Regions from separate parts of the Mus musculus genome. Here region 2 is linked to region 1. Evidence: chromatin contacts called from public promoter capture Hi-C data. All regions are on one chromosome and are shown on one strand. The core of a region is the stretch at or near the end of the contact, and the rest is flanking DNA. Distances in the headings are between cores, read along the strand shown.

Evidence for each region. Promoter capture Hi-C pulls out the DNA fragments that hold promoters and counts their contacts.
Region 2: a contact with region 1 is called in a promoter capture Hi-C map of pre-B cells. The contact joins the promoter of Nsun3 here to the promoter of Nit2 in region 1. A contact is called at or near these places in 2 of 39 promoter capture datasets (cranial neural crest and pre-B cells) and 1 of 484 Hi-C or Micro-C datasets (CD4 T cells).

Annotation. Positions count from the first base shown.
Region 1 is chr16:57,163,800-57,171,146 of GRCm38.p6, forward strand. It overlaps Nit2 (nitrilase family, member 2), which reads right to left and starts at 3,533. Exons shown (of 10, transcript NM_023175.1): 1 at 3,482-3,533; 2 at 2,299-2,417; 3 at 399-519. The coding sequence starts at 3,488. It overlaps Gm16892 (a long non-coding RNA gene), which reads left to right and starts at 3,570. Exons shown (of 2, transcript XR_003951893.1): 1 at 3,570-3,671. It overlaps Tbc1d23 (TBC1 domain family, member 23), which reads right to left. Exons shown (of 19, transcript NM_001358433.1): 19 at 5,063-6,641. The coding sequence ends at 6,560.
Region 2 is chr16:62,783,251-62,790,597 of GRCm38.p6, forward strand. Nsun3 (NOL1/NOP2/Sun domain family member 3) reads right to left here and starts at 3,466. Exons shown (of 6, transcript NM_178925.3): 1 at 3,421-3,466; 2 at 2,538-2,647. The coding sequence starts at 3,432.

The sequences.
Region 1 (7,347 bases), core at 2,283-4,782:
TCCAGATGTTAAAGAAAGGTTTAAAAAATAACCAAAATGCCCTTGAAATTCAGTCATGATATTGAGCAGCAGTTAATATGTAACTTCCAAGCAAAATCAGGAATTCCTCATTGCTCAAATCCATCAAGTCTTACAACAAAACTGAATCCCACGGGCCCTAGTTGAGAAATGTTAAGACACAAACTTGCATTTTTTACACTTAGTATATCTTGAAGTGTATCCCAAACTGACCTTGAATTTACAATCCTCCTGCCTCAGCTTTCCTAAGTGCTGTGATCATAGGTGTATGCCACTACTCCTGGCAACCTCATTCTTTTCAAGGGCTAAAATGTTTAAATATAACAGAAGTCATTCTAGCCTTTTTAATATTTAGGTGTTACACCAGGTGCAAGAAGTACCTCCAATGAGATATATGCTGCTCTCCTTTGCTACTTCAGAAAGCTTTTGTGTGGACTCTCCAGGAATCTTCTCTGCATAGTCAGGAAAGTAGGTTGTTCCATATGGAGAATTGAAGCACTCCTAGAGTCATGTTAGAGAAGGAAAAAGGGGGAAACCAGGCAAACCATTTAAAGATCTGCAGAAAGTAGAAACACAGCACTGCCCATTCGGCTTGGAGTGGAGAAAACACCAGCAGGAAAAGATTCAACTAAAGCTAAAGAACGTTCAATGGAAAGCAGACAGGCAACCAGCCCAGGCGAGGACAGGGGACTGGTAACCTGGCAGAAGGCTAGACCTGGAGCCTGTGGATTACCAGTTCTTGGACATCCAGGTCCATCACAAATCATGTTTACTCTGTGATTTTTGAATCCTGAGGTGAAGTCTAGAGCTCAAAATTATACCACTTATTATGTAAAGCAATAAAAGTTATGCATTAAAAAGTTCTGAAAGCCACAGAAGTTAAACTGTTTTATTAACTGCAAATAAGCTGTTTCTAACTCCATTCTGACATTTTTATGACATCTTTATGATGTCTCTCATGGATAGGAAAAGTGGGTGAGGATGAAACAAAGACAGGGCTGGGACACAGACACCAAAAATGACAAAGACACTAATACTTGCATACAACACACGTCTGCCTTCTGCAGTCCTTTGACATGTCAGAAAACAACAGGTAAACATTTACCGGATATCAATTTAAGTTCACTCATTTTGCATTTAACAACAGTGTCTACGTACCAGGCATTATGCTAAAAATGACCAGCATGTCAAGAGTCAGCGAGCTAAGCAAGCACGCACATAACTCCAAGCACTTTCCCTCCTAGACTTGTACTTCATCTCAACAACATCAACTAACAAGAGACCATGGTTAGGTGCCAGGTACAGATGAGTCCTGTAACTGATGCACAGAGAACATCAGGTTTGTTCTATATAGTAAGTTCCAGGCAGCCATGGCTACACAGTGATCTAAAAAGGAAGACTGGATTGTGCTGGGAGATGTCTCAACCAGTAAAGTGCTTGTCCCAAAAGCATGAGGGCATGACTTAGATGCTCAGCACACATGTAAAATAAGCCCGGCGTGAGGAGATGCACTCATAACTCCAACACCAGCGGAGGAGTGAGGAGAGGCTCTCCGAGGCTTGCCGGCTAGCCAGTCCAGCTTACTTGTGAGTCCCAAGTCCCAGTGAGAGACCTCACCTCAAAAACAGAGTGGTTAGACAGTGGGAGCACAGGGCTTTAGTCCCAGCACTTGGAGGCAGAAGCAGGTGGATCTCTGAGTTTGAGTCCACCCTGGGCTACAGAGCAAGTGACAGAACAACTAGGGCTACACAGAGAAAGCCTGCCTTGAAACAACAAAGTAAGACTGCTCCTGTGGAACTGACCTCTGGCTCCTCAAAGTGTTCCCTTTGCTAACTGATCCCTGGTCATTCAGGATCTCCGAGGCTGTACTTACCACCAAATATGATACAACCTTCAACTCAAACCTCGAGACAATTTTTCAAAAACTGAACAGTACTAAAGCAATGTGGTCTGACCTAAAACACGACAATAAAAAGCCTGACTTAGGTAAGGTACCAAGTAATTGTACAGGCCCTGAGTGAGTCTTTAAGGAAGCCCCCCATGGATTTCTTACTGCTTGTCTGAACAGGGGAGGTGATCTTGTTCAAAACTTGTAACCACGTTTGACATCTTATGATAAAGGTCGCTACTAGTCTTTGTGAAAGATGAGACAAATACGAAACAATATTAGGGTTCCAAAAGGCATTGCTGGAGGTGGGACATAAGAGGACCACTGCCAGCACGCAGTACTGTGGTGGATCCACAGCTCCTGAAGAATGGGCAGGCTGCCCTGATACTTACAGGCAGAGAAACTATGTTGGCACCTTGCTTTGCTGCCTCCCGCACTAGGCTACAAGCCCGGGTAAGGTTATCTGATTTAATGGAAGAAACTTGAAGCTGTATGAGGGCCAGGCGGAAAGCTGGGGAAAAAAGAAAAAAAAAAAAAAAAAAAAAAGTCATCAGATCTGCCCACTAAGTTCACCCAGGGCCAGGATTCTCAAACAGGATATCAGGCAGTATTTGAACATGGTTTTTGATTGACCCAACTACTGGCAATCTAAAGGGGTATATCGACAACACTGACAAAACCTGGCTTCTGAAGAAGGCCGAAGCTCTCCTTAAAAGTATAAAAACTATGATCGCTCATTCCTTGGCTTATCCTAAATATGATGAGAGAGAAAAAAAAAAAAAAGGCATTTAGCCCCTAACACCTCTTAATTGAACAGTGCCAGAATCTGTATAAAAACAAATGAAACCAAAACCTGGCATTATTTTCAGGTTAACAGACCTTGAGCTGTCACCAGAGTATCACAGAAACTCACTAATATCTCCCCTAACCCTAGGAAGTTAGACTGCCTCTGCTCCTGAGGCAGGAAAGGATAATAAAACTATAGTTTTGTTTCTAGCTTCTTCCAAAAGCCACCCAATATGGACAAGGTCCCGACCCAGGTTAGGGGCCGGTGCAAAAGCGCCCTCTGCAGGCTTACGCAGGAAAACCCCTCCACTGGGGTCCTCCGTGTGCAAGACTTGTTGCTTCCCCTTCTCCGGAAAGCGATTAATGATTTTGAAGATGAACAAGTCGGGGCGGAGGGCACGAAAACACCTCGAGTGACGGGCCTATTACGGGAACAACATTTACATGAATATGCCAGGACAGTGCAACTATAAACTTTTACAGACGAGGAACTGCGGAGTGAGGTGTGATTATCCACCGCTTTGTGAGGCGAGGAAGTCAGAGCCACGAGTTGGACACCACCACCCAACCCGCAAGCTGACCAGCTCCGACAGCACAGGACGCCCCGCGCGGAGGCCTGTGCTCGCACGGCCAGCCGCCCCTGGGCTTCGCCGCGCCGCGGACACCGGTGACAAGAGCCACCGGCATGGCTGACCGGGGGACGCAAGGACCCAGCCGGCTCATCTGCACCGCCGCACGGAGGACCCCGCTCCCGCTGGGAGCTGGACAACCAGACCACGAGCCACTTACTAGACATGGCTCTTCCACGGTGCACCGCAGGCCACAGGGACTCCTGCCAGTCAATCTCCTCCGCAGCGTGCAGAAGGCGGGGCCGAGCCGCGCGCGCAGAAGGGGCGTGGTCAAGGGCTGGGTCGAGGGGCGGAGCCTCGATGAGCTTTGAGGATTTTACTGTTTTGTTTTGTGCTGTGCTGTAATGTAGGTGAGTAAGCCTCCGACTTTGTGCACATTCAGTACCAGTCTACATTCTTGCCTGGGCACCGTACTAAAAATGGCTCACCCTTTGCGGTTGCATACACCAAGAAGTGATAATTACAAATTCTTTATATAGGGCCTTCAAAAGCAAAGTCAAAAAAGAGAAGCCTACGTTATGGTAGTGTGCCATAAATGGTCTGGGGTAGAAAGGTCCTACTTGTGGCACAAAGGACATAAATTTCAGGTTAGATCATGGCAGTGGCCAGGGTAACGATGCTCCATGCTGACTGGCTTGAGGAAGTGCACCTGGTTGTTTTAGGCTAGCAGGACTTCAGAACCTTGCTCCTAACTGGGCTGGGGAAAGAGATAGAGTTGGTGCTAAGCAGTATTCTACGATTTGACCTTTGTATTTATTATTTAATTTTTATTCATTATCATTTATGTAAATATTTATTTTTGTTTTGAGCTTTTCCGGTTTTCAGACAGGGTCTCTTGTAGCCTAGGCTGCACTTTAACTTGCTATGTAGCTAAGGCTCACCTTGACGTCTAATCCTCCTGCTCCCACTCCTGAGTGCAGGGATTGAGTCCTGTAGCAACACACCCAGCTAGTGACATTGCTTTCTAAGCTTTGCAGTGCTTGCAAGTTAAAGTCTATACCTTGTCACATTTGCAGAGCACGGAGCCAAGGGGATTAGAGAGCTTGACAAGAGGAAAGAAAGCCTGCAGATCAGATCCCCAAAAGAAATTTTAGTCAGCTGTCTTCAGTGGGGCTGAGCTTTTCACAAACTTTGGGAGAGACAGAGAGAGCCAAACAGAGAGACAGAGAGAGGGAGAGAGAGAGAACCATAAACAGCAGTTTGAAAAGGACAAAGCAGGGCTGGAGAGATGGCTCCGTGGTTAAGAGCACTTGGTGCTCTTGCAAAGGACCTGGGTTTGGATCTAAGCACCTACATCGTCCTGAGGGGATCACAGAATTGTTTCTTCCAAGAACCTGAGAACACTGGGGAAGCGGGGTGAACAAAGAATGTATGCGCTGGAGGAAGGTGTGGGGATGGGTTGCAGTATGGCCTTATGTCTTCCAGGGTTAACATATTTACCCCATCTTCATCTTGCATTAGAAACTGCAGTGGCCTGGTAGCCATGGCAACTACTGAAGACAAAGCCAGGTCTAAGGTGACAGATCTATTGACAGCTCTAGTAGAAAGAGGGGGGAAAGGTCACAGAAACCTCACTCCCTGAGCTCAACTGATCCTCCTTCCTCCTTCAATAGCTGGGGCTATGAGCACCCCAGCACCCACCTAGTGCCACTGGTTTTAGCCTAAGGTACATATATAAGACAAATGTTTAATCTGCAGGCAAAATACAGATAAAGAGAACAGACATCCTCCAGGGCAGAAGTTTTGAGCAAACTTGTATCAGTTTATTTACAATTGTAATTTATAAACAGTAACACAAACATCTTTACATTAATATTATGAAAAAAAGTCCCATAGCTGAGAGACTTCAGGACATCTCAAAGAGGGTGTCGAGAAAATGGAAGAAATGAAATACAACAGTTTGGGGGAAGAGTTATAAATATCAAGTACCGTACAAGGTGCAATTTCATGCAAATGTCTTCAACCACTCAAATACATTGTTTTTATTTAGATATCAGAATAGAGTTCTTTTAATTATGTTACCATTCACTTGATTTCCATTAAGCAAATTAAAACACTGGCTACTGGTGGGGTACATCTAGATATTTCTATCAACCAACCCCTTGGAAAAAATCTATTACATGTTATGACATGGCAGGTTCTATTTACTATTTTTCAGACAGATTTTATAAAAATCATCCCATGGTCGGAAGCTGTTCCGGCTCTCTCAGCACAGTGACTAGTCTGAGCAAGCTGCGAAACAAAGCAGACGGCGTCCGTCTTTCAGAGAGTAAGGATGGAACAAGTGCCAACCACGCAAACTTTACTGCGACGGCAAAAACCGGGGAACTTTTAGAAAGTGATAGAGAAACAATGGGAAATTCCTACAGCTCTCTGATTATCTTTCTTTTAAAAACTGGACATTAGTGTGGTCACGGGTGATCATTTCAAGGAGGATAATCAGTGTGGCAAAGCATTTTGAAACAGCCTAGACCAAATGACCCATTTGTAATAAAGACCAAGGACATTTTTACAGATACAATTCTGTCCCCCAAATGCTAATTTTAACCTTAACATGCCTACTTACTTCTAGTGCTGTTAACTGTTCCTTAGCAACTTGGGGTGAGGCTCACTATCTCTGAGGCAATTAGTCTCTGGATAATTACCTACTGGAGGAAGGAAGATGGGGAAGCTGACCTTCGGTGTCTCACTCTGGGCTGTGTTTTGAGTTGCTATGATCTCCATCCATTCCATCCAACAGACTTCAATCTTTTTAAGAACAGAACAGTGAGCTAATCATTAGTCTAACCGTTTATTTTCGATAATGCTCATTGTAGTAAAACTCAATGTAGCAATTAAATCTCTTCAACTAATTCTATCCCTAAATTTCAGTGAAGACATTGCAAATATGTATGTGTACAGTTGTTTTAAAACCTGAAAATGATGCATGTCCTTTAAAACAGCTCTTCAAAACAGAACTGCATTCTGTGCCCTTGGATCCATAGGGCACAAGGCCAGTTACTTCAAAGTCATTTAATAACTGACCTTTATAATAAATCATTATATAAAACCAAAGATGCAAAAGAAACTGTTAAAAAAGTGAACCCATCCCGGTATTGATTACAATAATTTGCATTTAGACCCTCTACTCAGGCACCCCATGAGCAAATCAAAGGTCTCTGCTTAGTATTGAGTCAGGAAATATATTTTCATATTTCTCTTCGTTGCCTTAATTTCACTTAAATAACTTTCTTTTACATTAACTTTCCAAAGCATCCAACACTTTCATGATCTGCTGTTTTATGGCTCTGGTAGCATCTCCTGCATTTGGAATCAAATACCTATGGGGGAAAGACACATATGGATTAGTACAGCACTTTCCCTTCAGCTCTCTGCTGAGGGGTCACATAAGGGAGCAGAGATGCCTTGCTGTGTGCTCCATAACTTACCTCCAAAGTCAAAGCCATGGGACTTTTCATCTATCACACAGCTAAGAATCTCTCAACTACTAAGTATGTGTGATGTCCAAAGAAAAGGCGGGTAAATCACCGTCCTTGCTGTCTAGTACAGATGGGATTTAAGCTGCTACAATTAGGATTTGATGGCATGCAATTCCCAAGACAATGGCAACTCCGGGACTTGCTGGTTTGACCTTAAGCAAAACATTAAGTTGTCTAAACAAGATTCAAACCATCTCCAGGTTAAGAAGTTTTGATGATGGAAAATAAAATACCAACTTAACATTCTAAGACAAATTTATTTCCTCACAAATCAGCATTTAGTGTAGCATTTGTATAATTCTTTTTCTAACATTGTTTTTATTTGTGTATATATATTTTGCACATGTGTATCTATGTGCACAGAGACCAGATGAGGGTGCTGCATGTCTTTTTTGTTTGGGTTTTATTTTGATTTTTATGTGTAGTCCTAGAACTCACTCTATCGGCCACGATGGCCTTGAACTCAGATCCCCCTGCCTCTGCCTCCCATTGCCGAGACTAAAAGCGCATGCCACCCCGACCAGCTGGATGTCTTGCAGGTTGGAGT
Region 2 (7,347 bases), core at 2,216-4,715, 5.6 Mb after region 1:
GGAAGCAGAGTTTTCAACAATGGGAGGTGACGTTGCTGACCAATGATGCTCACAAAACCTAGGCACCCAGCTCTCTTTGGGAATTCTGTCAGAGACTCAACTGACTGTCCATCCATACCAGTCAACTTTAATTAGACACCAACTCTTCTGCAGGTTGTTTCCTAATTTGTGGTCTACAGCTCCCTTGTTATACTAGCAGGGTTAGCACAAACCTCCAGGTAAATAAATGTCTGACTCTTATCAGGACATTATCAGTACATTTCAAGGACTCAGAGACCACCTCTAAGGAGGTAAGAGAAAACCTCAGACCTACTTCCCAGTAAAGTTTCTTTATTACGAAGACAGAGTAGAGTAAGGAAAGAGACTCAGTGATGCCTCCAGAGGAGAGAACCCAAGTCCATCCTGAAAGCAGCATGGGTTTAGAAGACAATAACATGCACTCAAGTGTACTGAAGGGGAGAACTAAGAGGAATGGCTCGAAAACAGAAAACAATGGCCTCGGTCTGGAAAGGAACTGCATAGTGTAAGATGACAGTTCTGCTACAGACTTCCCTGAAGGGGACGAGCTGGATGTAAGGACAAAGAAAGCTCAGTGATAGAACTTGAAAGCAAACCTCCCCACTGCTACAGAGACCTGAGAAAGAGCAGTTCTTTCTTTCCCAGACGAGGAGGGAGGAGACTGCTGACAGTAAAAGTGCTTAAATGAAGTGTAGCATTACGTTTGCAAACAGTTATAAAACAAACGTATAATTCCGTCCTTACTTCCCTAGGCCACCTTCCAGGGTCTGCCTTTCTAAGAAAGCTTTTATTTTGCCTATGGCAAATTTAGTACATGTTTATGCAAAACTTAAATTACCATGAAATTCTACCAAGAAGGTAGATAGAGCAGAAGGCACAGCTAATTACATGGCTTTGAGGTTCACTGCTCATTTTGTTCAGGGTCAAATCGTAATTTATAAGTCTTTCTGGGTATACGAAGTAGAAAATCAAGTCATTGCAGGTTATGAATAGCCAGGTTACTAAAAAGCCTTCAGACAAAATACTTCTTGCAAATCTTTTGTTTTAAATCATCCAAGTATGCTAATTATATCCTACGTATGAGGCACAGTGCTGTCAATAGTGGGAGATCAATCAGGACTCAGGCAGACTGGGCAAAAGCTCCAACTCTACTAAGCAGCTAAATGAATTTAGGTAAATGACTTTAACTCTACACTATAGCCTCAGAAGAAAAATAAAGTACTTAAGTAGGTATTATTTGAACACAATACCTACCTACAAATGCAAAGTGTGTGGTTCTTTAGATAGTCTATATGAATGAATACCTTCGCATACTAAAATCCTTAGGAATTCATTATATACACTATTATTCACATTTTGATAGAAAACTCATAAAATGTAGCATTGTTGAAATAACAGCTGCCTTTTCATTTTATAAGTTTCCTAAATATCTTAATGTCCTAAAATCATTTTTGACCCACTTCACAGCTTATCTTTATTCTTTGTTCCAAATTATGCTTAAAGTTGTTCTCTGAAAAGACATACCTACTGAGTTCATCTCAGAAGAGATGGTATAAAACAATCATCGGAGACATTACTTTCTGAGCTAACTTTCAGACTATCCAGTCATACCGCTTTTTCATCTCTGCTGTGCAAAACAGATTGGCAACTTTCCCTCAGCCCTGAATGTCTGGTTCCTTTTGTCAAGTTAATTCCAAAGTCACCAGTGGCTGTCACTGGTACCCACACACTGAAATAAATCAAATGCCCTATTATTGATGCATGTTTCTGGAATGGTACGGTGCCCCTCCCATTGACTTCTCCCATGAATAGACTGCATGTAAACTAGAGAGGAGGACTATACTGTTCTTTGTATTCCAGGGGGTATCTTATATACCAATCAGGCATTCCATACAAATCCCCATTCACTACCATTCCGATCAACAGCTCAGACTCATCAAAACACAAATCATATTTGTCACTTTTTTTAAAGAAGTCATGGAGTTTATTGCAGAGATATGGAGTACGGCTGAACACAGAGGTCAGAGGACAACCTACAGTCTAGTCCCCGCTCTGGGAATGCCAACTGCCTTCCCTCCCCGCCAGTTCCACCATGGCCACTTGGCCATGTTCATGCATGCTAGGCTTATTTAGATTGGTCTGTCCATGTGCACATGTGCTCCACATACAGATGGCATGGTGACAATAATTGCCAAATAAAGCCTGACTTTAGCTAAGATAGAGGAACACTGACTTTAAGGACTTGGTATTACCTGAATTTCATTAAGTTAAATTTCTTCCAAGTTAGGATTTTTATTACAGCGTTGTTTTAAAATGTGGTGCCTCCCCATTTTACAGATAAAAGCCAAGTGCTTGAGAGGGCATTACTATCTGCCCCACATTTCTACATGCCAGGTGATTCCTTCACACATAAAATGTACAGTCACCTCCTCCCTCCTGGACTGTGCCACTCTCAAGGAGGTATTTGCTACATACTTCCCTTTCCTCTCACAAAATATCAAGAGACGAACCATACTGACCTTACTGTACTCCAGGAATCCCCAAGTTCTTTCGAATACTGTTTGTCAAACTGATCCAACACAACTCTGCATAGCTGTTTGGCAAGCTTCCCCTCTGATTTTGCTTTCAGCTATGATGATAAGAAAAAGGTGCTGACAACACACTGTGATATCACATATTTATTGAAAGTTGACAGTGACATTAAATTTTCTTTATATCTCTACTTATTCGTGGAGACTTCCATACCTGTCTACAACATACTTTAATAAACACGTCTCCACACCACTCCAACTCCACCCAGACTCCCACTGTGTGTTCCCCTTCCAACTTCATGTCCTTTTAAAAAATCCACTCGGGAACAATTAGTGCTGTCGTTATGCACATGGGGGTGTGGAGCCATACCCCAAAGACAACTCTCTCCCGGCCTCAAGCCAGCTACTGCCAATAATAGCTAGTCAGGAGTGGGGCTTCCTGATTTTTAAAATGTCAGTTCCTGCCGTTGGATCAACTCCTTACTTGTAACAAAATTATTTCATGGTTTTTCTCGAAGTGGTAATTACCAAGTGTTAGAGGTGAATCTATGCTAAAAAAAAAAAAAATTCAGAAGCCATAAAAGTTTTGTTGTTGTTGTTTGTCTTTTAAAGTAAGACTGTAAAGAAAAAAGTATTCCAAAGTTTATTTACGGAAATAAGCATCGCCCCAACTTTCTGGCTCTCCCCTCATCACCGGGGTGCACCCAGGGCTGAGAAAGCTCGCAGTGACAATGTCGCCGGCCCGCGGGACAGCAGCAGCACCAGGAACACACTCAGCACGGTTCCGGGCTGTGGGCAGTGCGGGTCCCATCCCAGTCCACCCTGCCTCTCGGTGGCTTCAGCCCGGGGCGCTCGACCGCCAGAGCCTCACCCGAGTCAGCATGGTCCCCGCCTGAGCTCGCCAACTACGGGTCTCCGCTAGAGTTCGCGCGGGGTAACACGAAGAAACGCCATACTTCCGGGTCCTGCGAGGAGGTCACAGATGGGCTGGCTCGCAGTTCCTGTTTCCGGTCTCGCGAGATTGTAGACAAAAATCTCGCGGGAGACTCAGGTCCTGCAAGAGGCGGAGCCAAAGCTCTCTGGGGACTCCGGAGCTGCTGGGGTGCGAACCCCGAGCGAAGGGTGGAGTGTGGGTGCTGGTTTACAGAGTCACCCTTCCTGTCTCTGTTCATGGGGTCGAGAGAAGACCTGTATCAGTGTTTTAGATGCACAGGCATTGCTGGTTTACAAAACCGAACCCCGCGATGAGAAAAGCGGTAGAAAGATTAAATCGCGCCTCTCCTTACATTTGCCCGAGTCACTCTATCTTCAAACTGGGAAGTGATAAATGTTACACCGGAAGTACCGACTGCCCCCACTGAGACTGCGGGCATGTGCTGAGGGCTGGCCGTTAGCATGCTCTGTAGCCAGCTCGACAGGGATGCAGATATTTCCAGACATGCTCAGGTCTCCATCTATCAGCCTCTGAAAGAATGGACCCAAAGTATCAGGCTGAGAGAAGGAAAGAGGGGACAGCCATAGGGAAACTTGTCTTCTGGAAAGAGCTTTCCAACAGCTCTAAAATGTCAGAGCGTCTTCTAACAGGGTGAGATTGAACCCGGATGACAATGGCCAAAGACACGGGCGGAGGTTGGGTACGGGGTTCCACTGGATGTCTTTGTTCCTCTTCCCAATGTGGTCACCTTGAATAAACGGCCTTTTTCTGCTTTCCAGTTTCAATTTTGTTTTTTAAATAGGCTGATTTATTATAGGTGGCTGGACTTTGATATAAGAACTGTCACATCATTGGTACTTGAATAATACCTGTTTTCACCAAGCACTAAGACCACACTCCCAAGGACCAGGAAGGACTCACCAAGGCCCTGGCCTACTTCAAGCATCAGTGTTGACATTGTTAGGAATAACCACTCATTAGCATTTGCCTTGTTCTCTGGTAACAAACCAGAAATGTCTCAGAGATGATTTGGTCTCCTATAGTAACTAGGCATCTTCACGTTGAGATGGCACTCGATGCTCAAAGTATCAGTATAGGATATGCGATAGGTAGGTGCTGGACTCTCCAAATCCTATACAAAGGAAATGTCTTCTACACGAATGTGATTTAAAGCTTAGTTGGTTTTATTTTTTGTTTGTTTGTTATTTTTTTGTAAGTTCCTCAGTAATCTATAGTGTGTTAGAATTTTGATTCAGTATAAAATAAAATAATTGGTATGCAAATGACTACATGAATACACACCTGTTCTATATTTGAGAAAAAGTAATTCATTTACTCTTTAGCTGTTATATTCAGAGATTTTGTGCATTTTCTATGTTCACTATAAAATGCACCTACTAGTAAATATACTAGATTTATATTTGCAGTGAAAGAAGACCTAGAAAATAGGAGGTAGACTCCTATTAGGATGTTAAACTTCAAAAGGTCAGATCTATTAGCAACTTGTTTTGAGCTACTGATGGTATAAGAAACAACCTACCCCAAATATAAGAATTTATTGTTTCTTTGTTAATATTGTTTTGAGATAGCATCTCAGGTAGTTCAGAGTGGCCTTGAACTCACCATGTAAGGAAGGATGACCTAAACTGATCCCACTGCCTCCACCTCAAAGGTATTGGGGTTATCTGTGGTATGCTTTCATGACTAATTTATGGGGTTGCCAGGGGTTGAACCCACAGCCTTGTGAATGCTAGGCAAACAATGTACCAAGAACTACTCCCACACTATTTTTTTTCTTTCAATGATTATGAATTTTCATACTTATACAAGTCATGTTACAACTCTTGTTTATGTTGGCAAAATGTTAAGGGCCCACTGGATATGAAAACCTGTTTGGTACTGTGAGAGATCTTCATTCCTTAGGACAAATGGCAGAAGGAAAAAAAAAACCCCTAAAAAACAAAACTAAAACTAAAACCCACAGAGTTGCCTGGAATCAGGCAATGAGGCTATTTCAGTTCAGGTGAGCCTCCTCTTAGTGTAGGGGGTCTCTGGGCATTGTACAGAAATTTAAGCTGACAATCCAGCGCTTGAACACATAAATATGACCTCATTTTTTAATTGTTTTAGTTGTCTTAAACTTCCCTTTATAGGGGGACATAAAATATATCATGTGGAGATCACATATGTACATATATATGTATGTAATATGTTCTAACAAGTTTGACTCCTCGGTATCTCCTGTTGGGACTGCCTTTAAAAAGGTAAAAATAATGCTGTGAGTGGGAGGTCTACTCCAGCAAACTGACAGCCTTTGCAAAGGACACACTGGTAATGGTTGGTGTCGGTCACAGGTGCTGCAATAGAGAGAAGCTTACCAAGATGATAAACCTTTACATTTTCTGAAGGAACAGAGGGGTTCCGCCTTCTTGGAAAAGACTGAACCTGACTACCTCACTCCAGTTACTTTTATTCGTTAGTTAGAACAGACAACCCATACAAATCTTGACCATGGTGAGCCCATGGTAAGAATGTCAAGTTTTCCATTGAGTGTCTTAGGACCAAGGTTTAGACAGCTGCAAGATCTCACACAGGAACTAATACAGACTTTCCAGGGGGACATTTCTTCAAGGTTCAAACAGTCTCAAACAATTTCACAGCCTCCACGGATTAATCTAAACATTGCAAAGGCTCTGCTAAAACATTTCTCTGAAATCCAAGCATAAAGGCTTTACTGCCCATATCACTACATCACCTCCCTTTTCTTTCTTTAAGCAGATTTGTTAGGAATAACAATGTAGCATATTATGGAGTTGTAAATATGGCCTTTCGTCTGTCTAGTTGTCTAACAGCTTTATGTAAATAAATCAGCATACATACATACATGTGTAAAGCTATCACAACAAAGAGAATTATAAAAATCACAAGAACAAGAAACTTATTAAAATAATTCATGGGAATAAATGAAGCTACAACATCTGCAAGACCTGTCCCGTTCACGTCATTCCCTGTTACATCAGGCATCTTCTCTGAAAAGGTTTCTATAATTTCTTGCTGTAAAACATAAATCATCTGAGAACAATTGGGATGACCCAACAAATACATTTTAACCTTTTTCCAATCATATTTGCTCTCGTTGAATCTTAAAGGCCTAATACAATAAAAAGTAACATTCCAATCATATTTTAATTTCATTTCTTCTCCCAATAAATCTAACTGATCTCCAAAGACCGTCAGAGCTTGCTTCAATTCAGCTACTACCTCAGCTATTTCCTGGTCTATCTATTCTGTAGAGTCCAAGGTTCATGAGAATGCATCTGCCAATCTTTCACAAATTAGCAGCTCGAACTTCTGTGTGAAAAGCAACTCGAGCTGCATCGTAGTAGCAGTTGATGTGATAATTCCCAGGACCACAGAAATTATCAACCCAGCTGTCTTAGTCAGGGTTTCTATTCCTGCACAAACATCATGACCAAGAAGCAAGTTGGGGAGGAAAGGGTTTATTCAGCTTACATTTCCACATTGCTGTTCATCACCAAGGAAGTCAGGACTGGAACTTAAGCAGGTCAGGAAGCAGGAGCTGATGCAGAGGCTATGGAGGGATGTTCTTTACTACCTTTCTTCCCCTGGCTTGCTTAGCCTGCTCTCTTATAGAACCAAGATTACCAGCCCAGAGATGGTCCCACCCACCATGGGCCTTTCCCCCTTGATCACTAATTGAGAAAATGCCTTACAGTTGGATCTCATGGAGACATTTCCTCAACTGAAGCTCTTTTTTCTGTAATAACTCCAGCCTGTGTCAAGTTGTCACTAAACTAGCCAGTACACCAGCCATCTCTCGAATTCTTAATATTCTACCAGCGA